Linked DNA regions of Mus musculus: region 1 is linked to region 2. A link is a contact called in public Hi-C data. All regions are on one chromosome and are shown on one strand. Each heading gives the region's core, a stretch centred on a gene start, on an enhancer-like site or on the middle of the called end of the contact. The rest is flanking DNA. Distances are from core to core; before and after follow the strand shown.

Region 1 (4,818 bases), core at 1,147-3,646, 62 kb after region 2:
GGACCTGCGGGGATGGGTGATCATCTTGTGCCTCTGCTCAAATTCAGGCAGCTTGCTGGCAATCTTGGATGTCTCTTGGCTTGTAAAAGCATCGCCCTGATCCTCATCTTCATCTTCTCCAAGGATTTTATTGATGGCATCTATGGAAAGATTATTTCAAAATAAATTCATACTCACATGTGTAGGGGGCTTTTACACTACCTTTGTCTGTGGGATGCACACAATCAACTCAGGACACTCTGGGACTCTTGCTGATTAGGAAGAGTTCCTGGCGGCTGGGGAACTGGTAGTCTATGCTTACCTCCCTGTGCTGCTTAGGAAGGCAGAGAGTACAGACTAGAAGACTGGTAGGGTCTGTTCCCGATGACCACTCTCCCACTGTGTGACCCTTCTGATTTTTCTGTAAAACAGAAAAGAGAGGTTTGCTGAGAGAAGTCAGTGAGCTAAACTATAGTAGTGTTTGGCCAGCATGTGCTACCCGCAAATCATGCTATGACTGTTTATTCCTCTCAGGTTGTGGAGGGTATCATCAATGACTCGAGCCCTCACTCATCCTGGTGGAGACTCCTGGAAGCTTCTAGTGCCCCAGTGTCCTGGGCATTATGACTGAATGCTCTAAGATGGGACTGTCACACTGGTATTTTTAAGAACCTCTTGGTTTATTTAAGTGGGAAGCTAGGTTTGAGAATGGATGGTAGCGATGAAACAGTAGTTAGGAGTTAGAAGGGGCTGGAAGTCCGGAGAGGGTGGTTTACAATTAGGAGACGGCTCAAGCCTGAAAGGCAAGGCTAGGCGCAGCTTTTGGAACACCAGGGGATCAGCTGACCCAGTTGTCACAACTTCTTCTTGCTTTGACACATTTTTTCCCCAAGCCTTCTTAACGTTTGGAGCCTCCCACTGAGACACTGTCCTGGGCTATTCTGATGCACAGTTGTGTCTTCACCACCGATGTGTCCTTAGACAGGCTGTTGTCCTTCAGAACTGCCTCCTGGTCTGTGGAGGAGATCCCTTGGGGTGGAAGACAACTGAGACACAGCTGGTACACTGGTGGACTGGGTTATCTCTGCCTAGAAGGTGAGAATGACCTACTTTGATTAGTTATGACCCCTAGCCCCCTATTGTGACCTAGGGAGCTTTCTTTCATGGGAAGACTATCACTGAAGCCCAACACTTTCTTTGGATTCATGTGGGTTCTGGAGACAGTTGGTCAGGTGAGGAGTTTCAGGAGTGACCGAGGTAGTAATTGTCACTTTGGCCAGTTCAGGGGCACCGTATGGCTCTCAAGCTCTATTTGCTAGGAACAGGGCAGCGGTACAGTTCCTCCCTCCCTCTCTCTGGCTGCCCCACCTGAAACTATGATTTCTTCATACACCATGATTGTTTTCTAGAGCTGCTCTGAAGCCCCAAGAATCAGGCACTAACCCATTCATCCTCCATAAGAGCTCTGGATCACAGAAAGCCTCAAGGGGCAGGGGTGAGGCTGATAACCTTCTGACCAGAGGGTAGTAGTGATCTATAAATCAGAGCAATTTAAAGAGCAATACATGTATAATCACAAAGAGGTTAGGAGTATCCTTTTGTTCTTTGGTTTAATCGGTAAAAGCACAGGAACGGTAACAAATGATAGAGTTCTCTCAACCTTGAGCTATTTGGAATGGTATATTTGGTTTGGTGTTTCCCATGTCTCTCTCGTTTTGGGCAGCAACAATCCATGGGTAGAGAGCAGCCAGAGGAGTCTCTTAACAAGAAAGTAGGTTGTATTTCCATCTAGCAAGAACTTAGATGCAAGAAACATCTGGTTTCTAATGTTGGCTCGTAGAGACGCAAAGGAGAATATGGAGCTTAGCATGGGGGAACTATCTTGGTCAAAGTCAGCCTTTACCCTTGAACTCAGGTCAGTCTTTCCCAGTCACCATCTGTAGGCTGCTGCTGGTATCTGGAAGGGAGAATGAGTTGCTTGCAGTGACCCAAAGTGCAAAATTGTGATCTGCACCGTGCAAAAGCAAGACCTCCCTCCATGGCCTTGAATGGGATCCTGCTGTGATTGCAGGAACTGATACAGTCTGAGCCGCATTCCCTGGCAAGCTCAATGGTAGGTTTTTCCAAGAGTCGTTTTAGACCACAAAGGCACAGCCTTTCCACGTCTAATCACGAAGGCAAGCCACTGGACACACACACTCTGTTTCCAGCCGGCTGTGTACATTTTCTCCACTCTTACACAAAATAACATGCCAAGGTGAGACATTTATGAACCCCACCAACTGGACGCCGTGCACACAGACTGTCTTGCCTGCGGTGCAGGAATGTGATGAATGAGAGCTGCTCTGTCTGGGAGGAGAGCCGCTGTCACTCTGGCATGACTGCAGCCTTATTTATTACACACCAAAGAGTATAAAACCACACAGCCGGCTGCAGCTCTCATCTCCAAACCTGGCATTTGCCTGAGGCGACCACGGTACCTCCAGCCCCTGTCAAGCTTCCCTGCGAGACTCTTGTCGATTTGCCGATTTGCCGAGCCATGCTCGGGAGGCAGCGCATCTGGTGGCACCTGCTGCCTTTGCTTTTCCTCCCATTTTGCCTGTGTCAAGATGAATACATGGAGGTGAGCAGAAGAGCTAATAAAGCGGTGGCCAGGATAGTGCAGAGCCACCAGCAGACTGGCCGTAGCGGCTCCAGGAGGGAGAAAGTGAGAGAGCAGAGCCAAGCTAAAACTGGGACTGTGGATAATAACACTTCTACAGACCTAAAACCCCTGAGACCAGAGGCGCTTCCGCACCCTGAGGTAGAGGACCTAGCCCAGATCAACCCATTCTGGGGCCAGGTACTCAGAATTCTCTTCTAAGGATTTCTTTGAAAACTTAATGACTGAGGTTGCTGTTGTCTTAACTAAGATTCTTAGGATTGGTGCCTGTGAGCAGTTTGATGGGATGTTTGGGAGCGTCTCTGGGTTGTCTTGGGTTTCCACAGGGACTCCTAGTTGCTGGTATGATGTGCTGGGATAGAGAGGCCAGAGCACTTTTCCATGGCAACAGGGAGCCAGAAGCAACAGTTTCCTTTTGTGTTGGGACTTTTTTCTTTCTTTTTAAATTTGCTCTGTTGATGTAGAGAACTTGTGCTGACCTATGCGGATAGATGCATTGCTGGAGATAATGATTTGCTGCTTCTGAGGTCTCCCCAGCGGGAGAAGCTGCCCTTTGCCTCTGCCTGCTTTACTTGGACTTGGGAATTTTCTGTACCATTTCTCGCCAGTTTTGTTTATTTGTTTTGGAGCAGTCTAGGTTGCTATGGCTTCTTGTTTGACATTTTTTTTTTTGAGTCAAAACAGAATTAAAGCATTAAAAGGAAAGGAAGCAAAAAAAAAAAAAAGACAGTATATTTAAATTACAAGCTGTATTGTGTCATACAATGTTTCTGGATGACAAAACCTGATTTATTTGTTGGGGCAGAAGCTCAGCATCTCAGGATATTTCTTTAACTCTTTTAGGTAACACAGGGATGAGTAAAGGTTTTGGTGTAGTAAGTTACAAATCAGCAAACTTCAGTGTGATCAAAAGCAGCAAAAACAGGAAGAAACTTCTTTGTACTTAGCACCTAAGCATGAAAAAATGCTGAAGTTAGCTGGAAAGGGAAGAAGGGTTCCTTTAGATTGCATGATCTTTGAAGCAGTGCACAGTACCACAAAAACCACTTGTCTGTCTGCTTTGTAGAGATTTCGGAACTTCTTTTCAGTTGCAATCTAAGCCCCTACCCTGCCAGCCACTGATTTAGGAGTCTCAGTTGATCATCTGGTTCTGTGGTCAGACTAGAATCCCACAGAGCCTGAGACATGTAACTAAGGGGAGTACACAGTATAGTTTCCAAGTCCCTCCATGGGGCTCTGTCAAGGGGAGATGTAAAGAGAACACCTCTTTCAGAAACTGTCATCTTTCTCTGATGATGCTTGCTTCGGTGGGCTTTCCAGCTGGATGGATGGTATCTTTCCTGCCTGTCCATTAGTGTGCTACAGGTCGTCTTTCATTATTTCCTGGAAACCAACACCAACCAGGCTGCTGAAATCCCAATTATGGTTCTGCTCCACTCCACATTCTAGTCTTCCAGCCCTGAATTCATGAAGCATTTTCAGATAAAGACCTAAGAGCCAGCAGCGTCCTGGAAGGTTCTGCTACTATTCCACTACAAGTGGGTACCGGCGCCCAGACTGAATCTGGGACCATAGGAAGTTTTCTTTTCTCCCCCTAATTCCCCCATCCTCTTTTTTTATGCTAATTCTCCTTTTCCCCATCAAGTATTCCCCAAGCTTTTATGAGGAAAGCTACGAAAGTAGGATGGAGACCAAGACAGTGATGAACTCAAGCCACCCTCAGCTGCTCTATTAGAAACAAAATTTTGTCAGTATTTATTCATTCATTCAGTCACTAATTCATTCATTCTTTCATTCACTCATTCATCTTCTTCAATCTCTTCTTATTTTCATTTCATTGTTTGTTATGTTTTAAGGTTAGCATACAAAGCACTGCGTTTTATTATGACAGTCACTTTACTCACAGTCACCTAATCTTTTTTTTTTTTTTTCTTGTTAATAAGCTTGGTTAGATTCTGTGTGTTACAAGGTCAATGTCCAAAGAACACTCTGGGGGGAAAAACCTGTGCTGTTTTGGTCACTGGGTCTTTAAAGCATAATAAAGTAAAAAGAGGAGACGAAAGATGGCCATCCAGAGCAGAGGTTTAGGGAGTGGTAGATTAAATCCTGTGCTACAGTGAAAGCTGAGGGAGTCCGTGAGCTGCTGGTGTGGCTGAACCCTGTGCTGTGCAGAGAAA
Region 2 (4,521 bases), core at 1,525-4,024:
TAGATAGCAGTGCACCCGAGGCACTTGTCACACAGCTACACTCGCATAATTGACACCGCCAACGGCAAGTGATAAATGCACTGCAATAATAGCCAGAGACAACCGCTTTCTCTTGATTAACTGTCCTTTAAAAACTAATTTACGACTGAGCAAGAATATATGTAAATGTAAACATTTTTAGATCCACTAAAAATTTTATAAATGAATTTAATTTTACTCTTGGCAAAGACAGTACCACACATTTAGGGCTTTGATTGAATGTAAATGAAAAGCTCACCGTGATGATGTGAACAGAAGTAACGCCTCTTGTTTCTTCCTCTTTGAAGCACTGTTCTGTCACGATTCATTTTGAGTTTCATCGGGTTTTAGAGAAATGGGCTGTATCACATGAGCCAGATATTTACTGCTTGACATTGGTAATTGGTTGATTCCTAGCTTTTTTGCTAAGATCAAAAGCAAGCCACCGTGAAGTGCATTTCTATAGCACAGACTGTGTAGCTGTGTGAAGATGGACCGCTAACTGGCAATTCTCTGAAGTAACCTCGATTTAGACAGCAGTGTTCCTTGAGGCATGTTATCAAAAGCATTGCATAGGTGTTACTCAGATGCAATTGTAACTATAGTGGTGTTTTGGAAATCAGACCAACAGAAGATTTCTTTACTGATCAATTACATGTGATTTTTGTTATTGTTCATATGCTTTCCCCAGGTACTGCCTGCAGTAGGGTAGATGGATCTGCCCCACGATCCCACTTGGCATCCTTCCTGTTTCTGCTTGTGTGTTGTCTCTGTATTGGGCCCACTCTTTTCTCTAGCCCCTGCTTCCTTGTAACTTTAGCCGGCAGATCTCGAGCTGGACTCGGCTTCCTAGCCTACTAACTACCCAGTTTAGCTCCCATGTTTTCTCCACCCCATCTCTCTTTCCAGAGCCAGAAGGTTCAAGTCGTCATAGGAGACCTTGTCTTGGTGAAGCCAAATATATGAGGTGTGTGTGTGTGTGTGTGTGTGTGTGTGTGTGTGTGTGTGTGTGTGTGATTGAGTGTGCCTTGGTTTTCTCAGGTAGTCTGTGCATTGATTTGGACTCTGCTGACTGGAAGAGGATTTAATCATCTGACTCCCATCTTAAGAGTCTTGAATGGGTCCAAGCAACGGGCAGTTCTAGGATGGGCAAGTGTAATACCAAGGAAAGACTATATAAAGACATCTCAGAAGGCTTGCTATTACTTCTGTTCTACAGTAGTGGGAAAGAGCACTGGGTACTGGGCTAAATTCTGTCATTTACTTGTTGCCCTGATTTGTCTTTGATATTTTTTGTAGCTCTAAGGTTTCCTCATCCTCAGGATACAGACAACAGATTGAGTCTTTACTTAGAACAAGAATGCAAGAAACAGAATCCCCACTAGGAGAAATAGCTGAGGTAAAGAAGGGTTTTTCTCCTCATAGTCAGAAGCCTAGTGGTAGGCAGCTGCTGGCATATGCTGGAGCCAGCTGCTCATGGAATCTACTTGTCACATCATAGTGGCCTAATGTCCTTGGGGCTATAGACATCTTGGCCCTTGTAGAGTAGAAAGGAGGAAAGGTGGCTAAGGACCCAGGTTTATGCAAAATGCTTCCCAGAGGTGGAAGTGGATTTCTCCTGCTGTCCATTGGCAAAGATGGTATATGTGGCTATCTCTGGCTAGTAGGCTAGGCTAGGAGGTGTTCAAGTGATTCAGGTGTTCAGGGACGTCCAGAACAAAATCTAAGTTGAGAGGAACAAAGGAGGGATCAGGAATGTGGTGTAGTAGGATCCATGTACCACTATCATCCCTGAGTTGTGACTAGGGACCAGGAATCAGACTTCTCAGGCAAAAAGCTATCATGGAGGTTGTGGGGGGCAGAATACCTCATTAAACCTGGAGACTCCCGAGTGTTGGGAGCACAAACCTTGGTTCTACACAGCCACATTTCCACTGTATAGGTGGGCTGCGACCTGGAAGTACTCTGAGGGGAAGTAATTACATGTTTGTAGGCTGGGAAGATTCTGGGTGCTGTCCATGTTGGTCGTTTGCCTTGTCATGGGGGATTTGGTGCTAACTTATAAATTATTTCTCTGCTGGTGAAATGAGCCAATTCAAACCAGATTAGATGATATTAAATGTAGGTTTATTGGGAAGCTGCTCTCGGGTGAGTTCAGTGGCCCTAAGGACTGAGGCCAGGGAAGTCACCATGGGGAGAGAGAAGGGGTGGGGGGAGGGGGAAGAGAAAGAAAGGGTGTGACACAGAGAGAGAAGGAAAGGAGAAACAGAGTGAGGAGCTGGGCTGGAAAGTTCAGGGTTGGGGGACTGAGGGACACTGGGAGAACCTGGAGGCCAGGTCTGCTTTGATATGTAAAATATGCATATATATATACAGTATGTGAGCGTGTGCATGTATGCACGTGAATGCACACGTGTATATCTACGCATGGATGTGTGCATTGAGAGCAGGTGCCCATGAACAGGGTGTTGGATCCCCTGGAGCTGGACTTTCAGGCAGTTGTGAGCTGCCTGATGTGGATGTTAGGAGCTGAGCACAGACTCCCTGCAAGAACACTATATACTCTCATTCCTGAGCCATCTCTCAAGCCCTAAGTCAGGCTTTTAAATTGCATAAAACCACATCCAAGTTACCCCGTGGGGACTTGCATCAGGCAACAGGCTGTTCTGCGAGATTTTGTCCAGCACTGTGTCTCAGAGGACTCGTTAAAAGCTGGAGTAAAGCAGGCTTTAGTCATCCTGGCTGGCTTCCAGGGCCTGCCATTCACTGCCTGTAGAGGTTATGCCGAGCTCTGAACCATTTCCTGTGGCCTCTGGGACTCCAGTCAACAGACTGAAGTCCAAAGTCTTGTCTGCTGGGCATCACTTGTTTTTCTCTTTCTGTTTGGCAAATGGCCTCTGCATTTGCCCTTTCCTGCTGCAGCCTAGCTGGAAGTCGCTTTATTAACAGTTCCTTTGTAAGTTCACGGTGGTCTATGAATGAGTCTGAAACTTCTTGGAAAAGAAACAACCGTTGCCTCCAGAACCAGCTCCCAGAGGGACACATCCTGTCAGTCTCTCCCCAGGCACGTCCCACTGTGGGTTCCAGCTCTACCTCTCCATCTAGTACCACTGAAAACACCTCCACACTCCCTGTAAAACTTTGCTGACAAGGGACCAGGACCATTTTCCTTCTGAAAGCATAGAACTTGGTGCAGAGTATCGCATGAAGGAACAGTTTCCTAGGAGGCTCTTCTAGGATAGTTAGGAGAATCCTACACTGGCATCTTCAAAGCTATTTGCTATTAGCCTACTCATGAATGAGAATTCCTGACTCACTGAAGTTGGGTTGTGAGAAATAAGCCATTAGCTGGAGAGAGGAGGCAGGGAGCAGGAGTTAGAAAGATTTGCTGTGACAGAGATGCCACCAGTGTGTGGCTCTTCACTGTCCAAAAGGGTTGGTGGTCACTCTGACTGCTTCTCCTGAGAGCACCCAGAGCCAAGCAGCCTGCTCTGGGGACTGGCTCTCCATTTGTTTTCTCTGGTTATCCCAGTTCTCATCAGCAAGATCCTTTTCTCTGGGTGGAGGCCCTACCTTACGAGAGGAGCTGGCCTGGCTTGCTGCCCCTGGGACCAGGCTTGGCTAAAAGCAACCGTGCCTGTCAAATACCTATCTGCTATCGGCACGCCCTTCCATTGCCGTGAGGAAAATGAACTGGAACAAACTTTTCAAAGTTTATAGATTTTTCTTGGGGTTCTTCAGCCTCAGCAACTCCTCTTCCAAAGAAGCCATGAAGTAAAGAAAGGTCTTAACCCTACATATTCATCTCATCCTCTCTGTAGTTTGCAAAGTTTTTTTTTTTTTAAAAAAACATTGAATATCTAGGAGTCATTGCCACGGTAGTAAGGGAAGACCAGAGACTTAGCAAGCTCAGCCAAACCCCTTTCTACTTGGAGCTCTAGGTGCAGCTGGGGCTCTTGAGACCAGTTGGTTCACTTGGAATGAGGAGATAGCTCAGACAATAAAATGCTTGTGATTTAAACTGGAGAATCTGAGTTCTGATGTTCAGCATCCACTCTAAATAAAAGCTGGACACATATGCCTGTAATCTCAGTGCTGGGGAAGCAGGGACAGGTGGCTTCCTGGAGCTCACTGGCTACTCAGTCTAGCTAAATTGCTATGCTCCAGGTTCACAGGTTCCATTGTTGGGAGCCAACTCTTAGTAGAAAATGGCTATCATCTCTGCAGCCATCTTGAGCTATTTACTTACAGGTTGGTACTTTCCCACCCTAATGAGAGACTTGTTTTCCTAGCATGATGTTTTTGCAAGCAGCCCACCACAGCTAAACACACTCTGATAACATCCTGTTTTTCTCAGACACATCCTGGACTTGTGATTAAGTGTCTCCAGCTGCACTCCCCAGCTTGTACTTACACACCCATAGTTGCCTTTCAATAAATTAGACATACTGTCTTGTCTCCATTCTTTGTGTCTCTTGCCCCTCCATCCCCACTCTCTCCCTT

The links. Hi-C and Micro-C count contacts between places; a contact is called where the count stands out from the background.
Region 1: a contact with region 2 is called in a Hi-C map of uterus, with 2.2 times the contacts expected there. The contact joins the promoter of C1qtnf3 here to the enhancer-like site in region 2. A contact is called at or near these places in 2 of 484 Hi-C or Micro-C datasets (liver and uterus), 1 of 115 datasets of contacts at active chromatin or transcription factors (embryonic fibroblasts) and 1 of 9 other capture datasets (pancreatic islet).

Annotation. Positions count from the first base shown.
Region 1 is chr15:10,949,936-10,954,753 of GRCm38.p6, forward strand. It overlaps C1qtnf3 (C1q and tumor necrosis factor related protein 3), which reads left to right and starts at 2,397. Exons shown (of 6, transcript NM_030888.4): 1 at 2,397-2,602. The coding sequence starts at 2,519. It overlaps Gm34315 (a long non-coding RNA gene), which reads right to left. Exons shown (of 3, transcript XR_383838.4): 2 at 302-400; 3 at 1-140.
Region 2 is chr15:10,887,702-10,892,222 of GRCm38.p6, forward strand. No RefSeq gene overlaps it. Among named protein-coding and RNA genes, the nearest start is that of Gm19276, 61 kb to the left of the region's middle. Within about 2 kb of position 2,775, at least 127 of the 459 cell types and tissues checked have an H3K27ac peak or open chromatin away from gene starts, as enhancers often do. A contact at or near this core is called in embryonic fibroblasts, liver and uterus, where this site is marked.